Regions from separate parts of the Astyanax mexicanus genome. Here region 2 is linked to region 1. The links are chromatin contacts, called in public Hi-C maps. All regions are on one chromosome and are shown on one strand. The core of a region is the stretch at or near the end of the contact, and the rest is flanking DNA. Distances in the headings are between cores, read along the strand shown.

Evidence for each region. A called contact is a pair of places that touch in the nucleus more often than the background predicts.
Region 2: a contact with region 1 is called in a Hi-C map of muscle, with 15 times the contacts expected there. The contact joins the enhancer-like site here to the promoter of phlpp1 in region 1. A contact is called at or near these places in 2 of 3 Hi-C or Micro-C datasets (both in muscle).

What each region holds. Positions count from the first base shown.
Region 1 is chr8:8,449,592-8,457,114 of AstMex3_surface, forward strand. phlpp1 (PH domain and leucine rich repeat protein phosphatase 1) reads left to right here and starts at 2,260. Exons shown (of 17, transcript XM_022678175.2): 1 at 2,260-4,121. The coding sequence starts at 2,549. All of the region lies in intron 1 of LOC125803805 (a long non-coding RNA gene), which reads right to left.
Region 2 is chr8:8,523,074-8,530,201 of AstMex3_surface, forward strand. The region is part of intron 1 of phlpp1 (PH domain and leucine rich repeat protein phosphatase 1); the gene reads left to right. The region is part of intron 1 of LOC125803805 (a long non-coding RNA gene); the gene reads right to left. Among protein-coding and RNA genes, the nearest start is that of LOC125803805, 38 kb to the right of the region's middle. Within about 2 kb of position 2,093, the one cell type or tissue checked has an H3K27ac peak away from gene starts, as active enhancers do.

The sequences.
Region 1 (7,523 bases), core at 1,010-3,509:
AAAAAACTATATAATTGAAAAATTGGATGAAAACCCATTTCTTTTTTACTCTACAGAATGGAAAATATATATATTATATATTTTTTGCTTATAGTTTTATACCAATTTTTCTATTTTCGAATTTAGCTTGACACAGTCAGAAAATAAACTGCTAAACGTTACACTGACCCATCATGCCTAGAACTTACCTTACAAACTCTTCACCTGTACAAACCCTTGATTTCAGTAGAAACAGTAGTGTTCTCTGTTGAGCTCTAGATGGCGCTCTTTACCTCTTAGTGAGGTCTAAACTTTACTCTACAAGATGGCGAATCTATTTTTAGCCGCTACACTCCAAATATCCTCCTTTACAGATATTTAAACAGATAAAACACACTGTATAATACTAATAAAACAACTTTATATTATTTTTAAATTAAATAAACTAAAATATACAAAAATTCAACCCTCGTAACCATAATTTTTACATGATTATCGATTTAAAAAATATAGACGAAAACTATTTTATGCTGTATTTATCACTCACACTGCTTTATATCGCTATAAAAAGCGTTAAATCGTTTTAAAAAAAACGATTTAAACCCCAAAAACTATCAACACCAGACAGCTACGCACATCCCGCCTAATGAAATGGACGGTCTCGCGCTGTCGCTGTCCCTGCGCAGTGCATCATGGGAAATGTAGTTTAAATAAGCGCACGCTTCCTAAGAAGTGTTAGCGCGCTTGCTCTAAAGAAAACTACATTTCCCATCAGCAAAATGAAAAGTGTGCAGCTCGCGCCGTTACGGAGTTCCCTCATGAATATGCAAAGCTACGTGTTTGCGTCAGAGCGTCGGATGTTTGCGTGGACGCGTCTAATCCGCGTCTCCGTGCACTAGTGAGGATCCATATATAGTGTGTAACTAGTGTTTAGTGCTCTAGCAGCGGCTTAAACACAAACATACACAGTTTTATGGCAATTAATCGAGTTTTTGGGGCTTTTATCATCGTTTTATGTAATTGAATGTTTGAATTAGCTAGATACTGTTTAAAAAGAAAAGGTTAAATATTTTTATTTAAGTATTTTAATAAACTATTTAATATTATTGATAAACATTAAGGATACATTTTTCTTTTTTTCCCTTGACTTTTTTTTTTTTTACATACAAGCCAGTTGTGCATATTAATTGTGTTAATCATTTTTAAACACAAATTATATATTATAAAAATAATAATGCAGAGCAAATCAAATACGTATTTAAATATTTAGAGACATGTATAGCCTACATATGTTATATACACAATATATGCATAACATATACATACATTACTTTTTGTTTATCACATTATGACAATGTCTAATATCCTTTAAAAGGTTTTTAAAAAGATGTAGAGCTAGAAAATATTTGAATGTAGTCAATTATTTGTCAGTCATACTAATATACTTAATATACTCATACTAATATAATTATTTTGATGACATAATAACAATAAAGCACATCTTAGGCTTTATTTTTGAGTTTCTTAATGTTTTTTATGTTTCTGAAATCATAACAATATTCTTATTTAACAATATTATTTATTTTTATATATCTTTATATTGTCTTCCAATACATAAAACACCCAATATTTACAGGTAGTAATCTACCCAAATTACTATTACCCAATTTTTTTATGTTTTTTTTTTATTTACAAAAGTAAACAATACATCTTACAAATAAGTCTTATTTTGATATGTATTTATTTGAGAATACTAATGTACATTTCTGAAATAATTTATTTATATACTTTGTAACAATATTATGTCTCTTTTTTGTCTTTCAATACATAAAAAACATTGTAAATGTATTGTAAAGCATTTACTTAATAGAATCGTTATTCTAATAATAGTAGGCTATGTTTAATTTATTTCACTATTACTACTATATTCACTACTTTAATAATAAATCTTATAAAATAAGTCTTATTTTATTTGCATTTATTTTAGCCTAAATTACTAATGCACATGACTATAATCATATATTTATATTATTGTTTATTACAATATTATTTATTATTTTTATGTTTTTTGTGATATGAATAGAAAAAAATAGCTTTATTAGATAATAAATGTTTTTAAATAATCTATCAGGTTAAAACAGTTAAAGTTTGGTTTAAGTGTCTTAAAAAAAACATAGTAGCGCCCTAAGTAGTGTGTTTCCGGTTAGCGTAGTGCGCTAGGCGCGAGTGTGCGCGGATTGGGACGCGCCCCGCTCTCTCCCTGGATGGAGAGTGTACTCTGTGGAGCGGCTCCGCCCCTCCGGTTGATCGCGCCGCTGCCCCGTTAAGTCTCCATGATTTGACAACAGCAGAAGTAGCCGAGGCCGTTTACCGCGGCGGGGAGGGAGCCGGGACGCGGCGGGACCTGGATGTGCAGCGACCTGCCTGGCGCCGCTCAGACGGCGGACTGCTCCTCCGGACAGCAGCGGTGCGCGTCCTGTAGCTGAGCGGGAGGCGGCGCGTCTACTTGTGGCGTTGTTGTGGCCGCTGCTGCCGCCGCCGCCGCTGTTTTTCTGCACGGCTGGCGGAGATGGAAAGTGCGCGGGCAGCATTCAGGCCGGCGGAGAGCGGCTCTAACACGGGAGGTTCGTGGAAACCCAGCAGTACTGAGATCAGCAAGCTGAAGAAGCCTGGAGGCCCGTCTGGAGCTTCTGGGGTGGACGACGGTGGGGGTGGTGGCGGTGTCAGTGGTGGTGGTGGCGGCGGCATTGCAAGTGCCAGCGCCAGTAACAGTGGAAGTACCAGTATCAGTACCAGTGCCAGTGGTGTGGAACCCAAACCCGAGATCTCCCGCATGGATGCCCTGAAGGGTGGCCAGCGCTCTCCATTATCAGAGCCCAACAGAACCACCATAAAAGCTGCCAAGAATGGCCGAGTGACTCCAAGTACTGGTACAAGTACCAGTACTAGTACCAGTACCGGCTCCAGTTCAAGTTCCCTTCTGCTCAAAAGGCGGCGACTCAAGAGAAATCTGTCCGCCGCTTCTGCTTCTGCCAAGCTGAGCTCAGCTGCTGTGCCCTCATCATCCTCCTCCTCGTCTTCCTCCTCATCTTCATCCTCCTCCTCCTTGCACACGCGCAGCCTGGACAGGAAGGCCCTGCTGAGGCACCGGCAGGCCGCAGTGGTCCAGCTCCAGGCCTCTGACCGGCAGTGGGTCCGAGCTGACCTCCACAGAGGTGCCATACACGTTCACGACAGGTCGTGGGACCGCTCAAGCCCTCGGCCTGTTCTGTGCACTTTGGAGACCACGGCGGGCGAGATCGCCCAGCGCCTTGGTCAAACCACCGGTGGCAAGGTAGGGTGTGTGGTTCGCGTTATAGGAAGTGGGCGGCCTCTCGCGGAAGGCCCTGACTTGGCCCCGGCTCGGTTTGAGCACCTGAGGCCGGAAAGTGACAGACAAAATGATAGACAAAATGACAGACTCAGACTTTTCTTGTTCGAGAAGGATGAAGGAAGTGGACGTTCTGACGACTTCAGCCTTTACTCTCCTGAGGTGTCCATCTCAGCCAGCCCCTTGACGCCGAACGGGAACAGCGAGGGGTCGGTGCAGAGCTTGGGGTCACGGCTGACCGAGCATAGAGACTCTTTAAGCGACGATATGATCCTGGGCACCGATGCGTCTGTACTCAGCCCACCGTTTGAGGGCCCGGATGCTTATGGAAGCTCCTCAGACGAGCTGGAGCTTGATGGCCCTGTACCTGGTGATGGCCCAGGTGGCCACCAGGTGACCCAAGAGTCGTCTGTTATAACAGACGGAACAGACATGAACGGGAACAGGCTGGAGCCTCTGAGCCCGGCACCTGTCACACCTGGCTCTAATCCGGGCTCTCCGGGTCACTCCCAGCACCTTTGTTTGCAGCCCGAGGCTCCGGAGAACCAGGAGGCCCAGGAGAACCAGGAGACCCAGGAGGCTGAGGGTCACGACACCTCGCCGGCGCTCTACGTGCAGCTTCATGGCGAGGCAGCCCGGCGTCTGGCACGAGATGAGAGGCCTCTGCAGATCCAGAACGACTTCCTCTTCAAACTGGGATTTAAGGACCCATGGAGGGTGCAGGAAGAGGGCATGAATACAGAGCTGGGATCACTGCTTCGCTTCTATGCAGGTAAAGAAAGCTGGAGGTCACTTTTGCTTTTAAATGTGAAAAGAAGTGCTTTTCTTGGGGGTCCCTGAGGATGAGGACGAATTAGGAGTAACCTGCTACTATACCTGAGCCTAGATAACAAGTGGGCCACTCAGAAATGTTTTTATACATGCAGGTCTTTGAAAAAGCAGGTAGTGGTGAAGCAAGGTGACTGTACTGGACTTTTGGTGCAGCCTTGAAGATGTTCCTTCACTCATCCAGGCCAGGCAGCTGGACATGACTTGACAGGAATTTACCTTGCTGTATCTGTAGTTTAACCTCAGTTTAACCTCAGTTCATCTTAATCAGGGGAAGCACCTTGGATCTGTGATGAAACAACGTCTTCCTGTTGCACCAGAAGTTCAGTGGGCATCTCAGTGAGAGTCTGTGTATGTAGGGCATTGGTGGTTGTTGTTAATGTGCTGATTGTGCTAGGGTCGCTTCAGGACCTCTATTCTGGCAGCCTGTACTGTAAACCACCTGCACTGCACATCCGATTCACCTCCACAACGACTTAAAGGGGAATTTCATCCATTATTCAGACTTTCTCCCTAATTAAAGCTTTACGATGTAAACAAACTCATCCTGAGCGCTTTAGTGTCAAACTCTCTGTTCTGGAGAAACTGGGAGATTTAGAATTGTGTAGAGTCAGACGAATCAGACGAATAAGAAACTGTGAAAATTATGTCTGATGCTTAAAATATTGTTTTAAAGTAGAATGTTATCATATTTTAACCTATATATGTGATTTATTATATTTTTTTAGTTAACTGTTTTTGTTTGGATGATATATTGTAATATACAACACTATTGTACTTTTACAAACTAATAATTTATTCCTCTAATTCAATAACATAGTAGCATAATAAGGGGAGTCCTTATTAATTGAGAATATTGAAACATTGGAATCACAATATGAGCAATATGAATTAATATCCTACACAAACAAAGCTTAAATCAAATGTAAGGAAACATACCAATCTTCTTTTTATATTAAGTATATTATGATGAATACAATATTAGAACAAGATGATAAATATGTATGATGGTATTAAGTATTGATCAGTGTTAATTCCACTGACTTTTTTATTTATGTATTTATGTATTTATTTATTTATTTATTTATTTATTTTCATTTGTATCTTTATTATTGACATGATTTGAATACATGTAAACACGTAAGTCCTTTAAAATATATTTATTTACAGGCATCTTCATCCTTTACAACTCTTAAAAAAAAAAAAAAAAAAAAAAAAAAAATATATATATATATATATATTTTTTAATTGAATGAATTTCCATCACTAGTGTTATTTAATATTTTTTGTTATATTATTACCTATTTCTCTAGCCAAAACACTGACTTTATATATTTATTTTGTTAATATCAAATAAATAAATAAACTAGGAATATAATAAAACTAAGTAAGTAATAAATAAAAAGTGGAATTCCCTTTTAAATATTATACGCCATTTAGCTGATGATCTTATCCAGAACATCTTACAAGGTTATTCCTATTAAACAGTTCTTGCCCAAGGACTGTTTGAACCCTCGTCTCCCACACAGTGCGGTATCTCACTGGCAGGTAGTGGTGTTATCCACTACACCACACACACCACACATCTGATAGTGCTTCACAGGTGCAAAAACAGAAATACGACAACAGAAATCCCCATTAAACTCCAGTACAGGTGGTTTACAGGGCTGTAGTATTAAATTCTGGAGTAATTTGTGTTAAATAAGGAGTCTGTGAATAGCTGTGTATCTGCTGCTGTGTTTATGAAGAGTTTCAGGCCAGAGACGGTCAGGGACAGGGACAGCAGGCGTCCCCCGTCCTGCAGGGTGTAGGGACAACACTGGAGCATCAGTCTGAGTGATGGTAAACACTGGCAGGTCTCAGGACGAGTGTGTTATCTGGGGGTAGAAGTGGATTTACCTGTTTCTGTCTGTTTAATTCCTCGTTCCATCGTTTTACAGTTACAGTAGATCCACATACACAGAACTGCTCACACAGGTGCTTCTACCTGAGCAGGAAGTCATGTGACCTGGCGTCTGAGCTCGTTGGTCTCGGCAATCCTGTGTCTGTGCTTTTTGTTTACTGGATACTTAATGTAGGGCATGTGATTGTGTGTGTGTGTGTAGAGAGTACCAGTCAAAAGTTTGGACACACCTTAAATTCAGTGGAAAATTTGAATATGTTTTATATTTTAGAATCTTGCTCATATAGAGACAGTTTTGCACATCTTTGCTTTAGATTTTCTCAGTCAGTTTTATGAGGTAGAATCACCTGGATTTCATGCTTTCAGTTAACAGCTGTGCTGAACTCATCAAGAGTTAAATACTATTTAGACCAGGGGTTGCCATATATCATCAATATAGCCATTTTTGTGTCCTGTGTAATGTCTTTTTTTAATCAGTTTAGTCAGTTTACTGCGTAATTTGAACACATAAACTGTACCTTACACTCTGTTAAAATTTATTAACGAATGGACCAATTAAACGTCTCTAAAATCATCTAAAATAAGCAAGTAAAATTGATTTCCGTTGAAAGGTTTTATCTCAACCTGTAAAGTTAACAGCTGTGCTGTACTCATCAAGAGTTAATTACTATTTGGACCAGGGGTTGCCATATAGCATCAATATAGACATTGTTTGTGTATTGTGTAAAGTCTTTTTTTTTTTTTTTTTTTTTTTTTAAGAGTTTTGACAGATTTCGACGTTATTTTAACACATAAACTCTCCCTTATACTGTGTTTAATTTTTTTTAATGAATGGACCAATTTAACGGCTCCAAAATCTAAAATCTAAAATAAGCAAGTAAAATAGATTTCTGTTGAAAGTTAAAAAGGTTTTGTCTCTCTTCTGTAAAGTTAACAGCTGTGCTAAATTTGTCAAGAGTTAATTACTTGAATTTCATGTCTCTTAATAAAGTGTTTGAGAGCATCAGTAATCAGTAAAGTAGTGAAGAGGTAGAGTTACAGGTGTACAGTGAATAGTGAATATTTGAGTAATGTTCTAATCCAGATTATGGTAATTAAATAAAGAAAAAAGATTAAAAAAAAACAAGAACTTTGAAAGTATCCTCAAGTGCAGTCACTGCAAAGACCATTAAAAATGTTATGATGATGAAACTGGCTCTCATCAGTCACAAAAATATTAGTTATTATTATTATTATTATTATTATTATTATTATTTAAAATATTATAGCGATATTATTGTGTGTATGATGCAATCTACTGTAGCTCACCCCTGGTTCCCGGCTCGGGGACGCCAGTGAAAGGCAATCTGAGCCGCAGTGAAAACCTCAGGCCTGCCTCTAATCCCGGCTCCTGCTCTGCGCCTCCATGTGCCGCCGTCTCGAGGGAGGCAGCATGCCGCGGCG
Region 2 (7,128 bases), core at 843-3,342, 73 kb after region 1:
AATATCCAGCAAAACCAGAGTAGAGCTATAAAACAGACTGATTTCAAAACCCCAGAACTGTTACATCACAGTCTTGACCCTAAAATAAAATGCAGCTGCTACTATGGAGACATATGGAAGCAAAGCTAAGAAGGCTATGAGCTAACTCTAACCAATGATTTGCTCCAAAACGGGAACTACTAGTATGTCTAGTATGTCTTATTTCTAATCCTGTCCCAGTCCTGCTCCACAGACAGACTTCGAAAGTCTTTTGTCCCTCAGGCCATAAGACTTTTCAACTCATCTCAGCACAGCAAACTGAAGACTCTGTGACACCTTTTCTTTCCAGCAATTCTGGCCACACCATGGACATACCCCCATCTATGGTCCCACTATCTTGCTGATGCCCATAACACTATTCTTATAGTTCTACCCTATTTTGCACTAGTAGTTCATTCACTAGTTCATTCATCTACTGTTTACGTATCATATCTATCTATCTATCTATCTATCTATCTATCTATCTATCTATCTATCTATCTATCTATCTATCTATCTATCTATCTATCTATCTGTCTATCTATCTATCTATCTAATCCTTACAGTGCTAGGCTAAGCTAAGCTAGGCTAGGCTATGCTAATTTTAAACCTTTTTCCCATGATCCCTCGTGAGTGAGAGATGAAGTAACAGGGTGGTAAATAGTCGTGTTAAACAGCGTTTGAGACTGTTTGCACTGGAATGTGCAGTATCACATATCAGATCTCCCACAGCAGCAGAGTTTGACATGTTTAAACACTTCCCAGCAGAAAAATAAATCAGAGGGGGCGTGTCAGTAGTGTGAAACCAAGTCACAGCTATTATGAAGAAGAAGATGAGGAAAAAAAAGTAGTACAGTAAAAATGACAGTGTAAAAGTATAAGGAGCAGTTTGGACACACCTTTTCCCATTTAATGTGTGTTTTCTTCTTCTTTTTATGACATTTTTCATTGCATTTTTTTATATTGAAGACTATATTAAAGTTATACAGGAGCACATGCTGAATTATTCTTTAAAAAAAAGAGTTAAACAAAATCAGAATCTGTTTTATACTTTAGAGACTTTAGATTAGGATCATGTTTATCTTTAAGGACAGATCTGAACACTCTTGGTTTTAATTTTAATCTCAGTGTCTTCATGAGGGAGAATCACCTGGAATAGTTTTCTCAGCGTCTTGAAGGAAGGAGTTCCTGGAGGTGCTGAGCAATAGCTGCTGCTTTTTCTTCACACTGTGAAGCTCCAGCTCATCCCAATTAAATCACCTCAAATCACCATCTCAGTTCATCAGGCTTTCCGTAGACTGTTCACAGCTTTAAAGTATATATATATTTAAAAAAAAAACAGGTTAAACAAGATAATATATCTATTAAAATTAATAAAAAATAAACAAAACCAAAAGATTTTAAAAGTAGAGTGTTCAGTGCCGACTAACTTTACAACAATAAATACATCAGCAAGTATCTGTTTCAAATATCGACGATGCCTACGATTCTAAAAAAAAAAAGAAAAAAAAAAAGAATTATCTGTCGATAATGTGCATCCCAAATCATCACACATCCCTACTGTATCTTCAATCTCGCTTTAAACCAGGTCACAGATTGTGAGTATATAAACATACTAGTGCATCTCAACACATTTAAATATTATTGAAAAGTTACTTTATTTTAGTAGTTCAGTTATGAGTAAAAATCTCATATATTATATAGATGTATTACACACAGAGTCATCTATTTTGTTTAAGTGTTTATTTATTTTATTGTTAATGATTATGGCTTACAGCCAATAAAAACCCAAAAAAATAGTTGTTTCAGTAAATTAGAATATTATATAAGACCAATTGATATTTTTGGCAGTGTGGGCAGTGTGCCAAGTCCTGCTAGAAAATGAAATCTGCGTCTACATAAACGTTGCCAGCAGAGGGAAGCATGAAGTGCTGTAAAATCTGTGATGGTCAGTGAGTTGTGTGTGATCTGGATCTGGATCTGGATCTGGATCTGGAGCGGCTGTGGTCCGGCCCGGCTCTCCTCTCAGACACTGATCATCCAGCGCTGGAGCTCCACACTGATCTCTGAGACCTCTAGTGGCGACTGGGGGGAATGCAGTGTAGCTGCTGGAGTGTGTGTGTGTGTGTGTGTGTGTGTGTGTGGGTCCTTCTTCTTAACAGTTTATTTATCTGCTTTAAGCTGCACTCATTACTGATTGTCTAGAATATACAGTAACTCTATAGAGCAGATAGACATGAACCTGCTGACAAGTAGGGGGATATCAGGTGTCCCAATACTTTTGTCCGTGTATTATGTGTTCACTGCAGCTGTACACAGAGGTTTATATGAGTTTGGTTAGCTTGCTGCAGGTGTGGTGTGTGTGTGTGTGTTGGATCCAGTAGATTAGTGTGCAGTGTGATAAAGGAACGTCTGGCATCTTCTCTGTGTGTGTGTGAGTGTACTGAAACTCTGAGTTCAGAGGAGTCTCATAACTCAACACCTGCACATGGCAGTGTGTGTGTGTGTGTGTGTGTGTGTGTGTGGTGAAATAGAAAAGGAGTGTGCAGATATATATCTCAGAGTGTGTGTGGTGTGTGTTTGACCAGGCTCATGTTCTTTCTGAGTTTCTCTGTCTGTCTGTCTGTCTGATTGTCTGTCTGTCCGTCTGAGTACTGGTGAGAGTGTGAGTTAGATGGGTGCATATGCATCTAAAATGTGTGTGTGTGTGTGTGTGTGTGTTTAAGATACCGTCTGTCTGTCTGTCTAAGTGGGAAAGTATTGGGGACTTGGTGTGTGTGTGTGTGTCCAGTGAATTTGAACTGGTGTGTGTAGATATGTATCTCCAAGTCTGTCTGTCTCTCTGTCTGTCTGATTGTCTGTCTGTCTGTCTGATTGTCTGTCTGTCTGAGTACTGGTGAGAGTGTGAGTTAGATGGGTGCATATAAATCTAAAATGTGTGTGTGTGTTTAAGATACTGTCTGTCTGTCTGTCTAAGTGTGAAAGTATTGGGGACTTGGTGTGTGTGTGTGTTTGTTTAAGTGTGTTCAGTGAATTTGAACTGTCTGTCTGTCTGTCTCTGTCTGTCTGTCTTTGTGGGATATCGGGGAGCTTGTGTGCGTGCATGTGTGTTCAGTGAATTTGAACTGTCTGTCTGTCTGTCTGTCTGTCTCTGTCTGTGTGGGATATTGGGGAGTTTGTGTGCGTGCGTGTGTGTTCAGTGAATTTGAACTGTCTGTCTGTCTCTGTCTGTCTGTCTGTGTGGAATATTGGGGAGTTTGTGTGCGTGCGTGCGTGTTCAGTGAATTTGAACTGTCTGTCTGTCTCTGTCTGTCTGTCTGTGTGGAATATTGGGGAGCTTGTGTGTGTGCGTGTGTGTTCAGTGAATTTGAACTTGCGAATTTGCAGATACGTCTGTCTGTCTGTCTGTGTGGGATATTGGGGAGTTTGTGTGCGGGCGTGTGTGTGTGTTCAGTGAATTTGAACCGGTGTGTGCAGATACGTCTGTCTGCCTGTGTGTGTGTGAGAGAGAGAGAGCATTGGGGAGTTAGTGTGTGTGCGTTGAGTAAATCTGAACAGGTGTGTGTGTGTGTGTGTGTGCAGATATGAGTGTGTGGTGTGTGTCAGGTCTGTGTAAAAACATTTAAAGTTTTTATATTTTTTGTTTACAATTAAGAAAAATGTTTCTAAAAGAGTATTGTTTGGGTATCTGTACCGAATTCAAAGTATCGAATTGATAACGATTTTTTTTTTTATGATAAAAAAGGGCTAAACATCCCTATAAATAGAACTTTTGACATCATTATTTAACAGTGTTTCAGTTGAATGACAATTTTGGACTTTTATTTTTTTAAATACATAAACTGGCAGCTTTATATTATAATAAACTGTTGTAGATGATTTACCAGCCATTGTACAGATATGTGTCTGTGTCTGTCTGAATATGACATTATTGGGTGCATATGGATGTAAGGGTTGTGTGTTTGCACGCAGCAACAGGTTGTGTGTGTGTGTGTGTGTGTGCATGTGAGCCAGGCCTGCGTGCCAGAGCGTCAGTTTGACATTCATCAGACAATTAATTATGGCCGCATCTCGCCTGCTGATAGGACGACTGCCCTGCGCCGGGGAACGGGGCGACAGATTGAAGGCCGGGGGGAGCTGAGGGGTGGAGGATGGGTGGAGGGGGGGGGTGCTGGACGTGTTCCTGGAGGCGGTGTGGAGAGGCTGGCAGCTACACACACTTTACCATGAGGTGCCGTTTAGGAAAAGATTAGTATGTGCTTAGATTTAGACTGTGCTGATTTAAAAAAAAAAAAAAAAAAAAAAATATATATATATATATATATATATATATATATATATATATATATATATATATATATATACTGTATATCTGTTTGTCTGCGTGTTTAATATATACCTGCCTAGCTGTTCATCTGCTTACCTTTCCACCTGGTAGATGGACTTTCTAACACATTGTGATAATCTAATTCTCATATACTGGTACGAGTGAGTGGATCAGATGCAGCAGCAGTGCTGCTGGAGTTCTTAAACACTGTGTTTAATCATCACTCACTGTTCTCCACTCTATTACACACTCTCACTAGTGCTGGGCAATTTTTATGATTAATTCACAGTTTTACATTTTTACAGATTTTATCTTTTTAATCTAAAATATCCAAAAACGCTCCTCATTTCTGAAGTGTTTATCCGTCTTACCCTGGTTAACAGAGGCTGCCACAGACTAAAAAGCAAATATTTAGCTAGAAATTAATCCAACCATTTCTAAAAACTGATGGATCCGTGATTAATTGTGAAAAACAATAATAATCTCTCCTTCATAGTTTCTTTTGTGACCTGTTTAGTGCGTTATTTCTCAGTGCGTGATATAAGTTAACTCAACCCAAAGCGTCTTAACACCATTTTTTTTTTACAGGTAAATCTAGTTTTAAATAATTTCTTCATCTGTAGCTGGATTTTTAGTAGGAGGAAAAATAATTAATTATGATCAAAAATCTGATTTTTTGTGAAATAATCAAATAATCTTATTTTTTAGGCCATAATCACCCATTACTAACTCCCACCTATTCTGCTCCACTCTGTAGATAAAGTAAAGTCAGAAGCGACTGAAGCTCTGAAACTTTTGCTGCATGGTTTACGCCGGTCATAATGATATGCTTGGATCTTGTATGTGTGTATACTCGTTGAAAGATTTTGACTATTTGCTGACACACACACACACACTGGAAGTCTGGTTTGTAGTCTAGGGGCATTGAGTACACACACACACACATTGCTGTAAGCAGGAGAACATCTGGATAGTTCCTAAAGAGGGTGTTTAGTGGATTAGCTGCAGACTAATTGAAGATTAAGTCCTTCACCAAGTGTGAAAGTGCGGTTTCCACAGAGACCAGAGCCCTCCTCCCCCTCGCTCGCTTTCTCTCGCTCGCTCTCTCTCGCTCTCTCTCACACACACACACACACACTCGCAGTCCTGCAGGCCCTTGCTAAAGACCTCCCACAAGCCCCTTTTTCACACTAAGAACCCGAGACACTACAGAGATACATTTTTACTGGTAATTAGTGTATCTTCTTATTTTTTCATGAAACGGTTTGGTGAACTTGATTAAAAAAAATAATTCATTTATTTGTAAAACTCGACATTTCACACTGCGTTCAATGTGGCACAACACGCTTACGAAGGCGCTGAAATCTCACCTTGTCGTCTTCTCAGCTTAATAACTCAAGAATGCCTCAACATATCAGCATCAAAATGATATAGAGTGGTTCTTCTTCTTCTTCTTCTTCTTCTTCTTCGATTCTCTTTCAGTGCTAAAATGTTAGTCCTTATCGGATTTCCTACCAACACCTTAGCAACACCCTAGCAACCACCTAGCAACCATATTTCAACACCAGCAACCACCAGGTATACCATAGCAACACCTTGGCAACCGCCTTGCAACCACTTAGGAACACCGTAGAAACTACTACAGATACCATAGCAAAACCTTGGCAAACACCTAGCAACACCTTGGCAACCACTAAGCAACACCGTAGAAACCACTACAGATACCATAGCAAAACCTTAGCAACCACCTAGCAACTCCTTAGCTGCAACACCGTAGAAACCACTACAGATACCATAGCAAAACCTTAGAAACCACCTTTCAACCACTTATCAACACCGTAGAAACCACTTAGGAACACCGTAGAAACCACTACAGATACCATAGCAAAACCTTAGCAACCACCAAGCAACACCTTAGCTGCAACACCTAGCAACCACTTAGCAACACTGTAGCAACCACTACAGATACCATAGCAAAACCTTGGGAACCACCTAGCAACTCCTTAGCAACCACCTAGCGGCAGCTTAGCAACCAGCTAACTCGCAGTTTCAGCAGGAACTGCAGTCTTGTTACGTTTGAGCTTTATAAATGTGCAGATACCCTAGAAATGTCTTTAAAAAAGAAATATGTTTTATCTAATTACTCAATTAATCAAATGAACTTTCTGTAGAATACTCAATTACTAAACTATTCAATAGCTGCAGCCCTACTTTAAACACACACACACACACACACACTCTCAGGTCCTGGTTTCTCCTGTGTCCTCTAGTGCCTCAGATAGCTGCTGATACAGTACGAGCTCCCGCAGTGTGTGCAGCAGGTTCCTCACATCACTCCAGCCATCACTGATTGGTGGAAACTAGACCTCAAGCAGTTTGGACTGTGTGTCTCTCCACTCTTCCTCCAGATTCTGCTCCCTTGATTTACAAATGAAATGTAAAATTAACTGATGATCAGTGATGGTTTGGAGAGTCATGTCTGTCATCTGCTGGTGTTGATCCACTGTGTTTTATTATCAAGTCTAAAGTCAGTGCAGTTTTGTTTTCCCACAAAATCTTACAGCACTTCATGCTTCCCTCTGCTACTGACAACTTTTATGAAGATGTGGATTTTATTTTCCAGCAGGACTTGGCACATTGACCACACTGCCAAAAGTACCAATTGGCTTTATATAATATTCTAATTTTCTGAGACACTGATTTTTGGGTTTTGATTGGCTGTAAGCCAAAATCATCAACAATAAAAGAAATTAACACTTAAAATAGATCACTCTTTGTGTAAT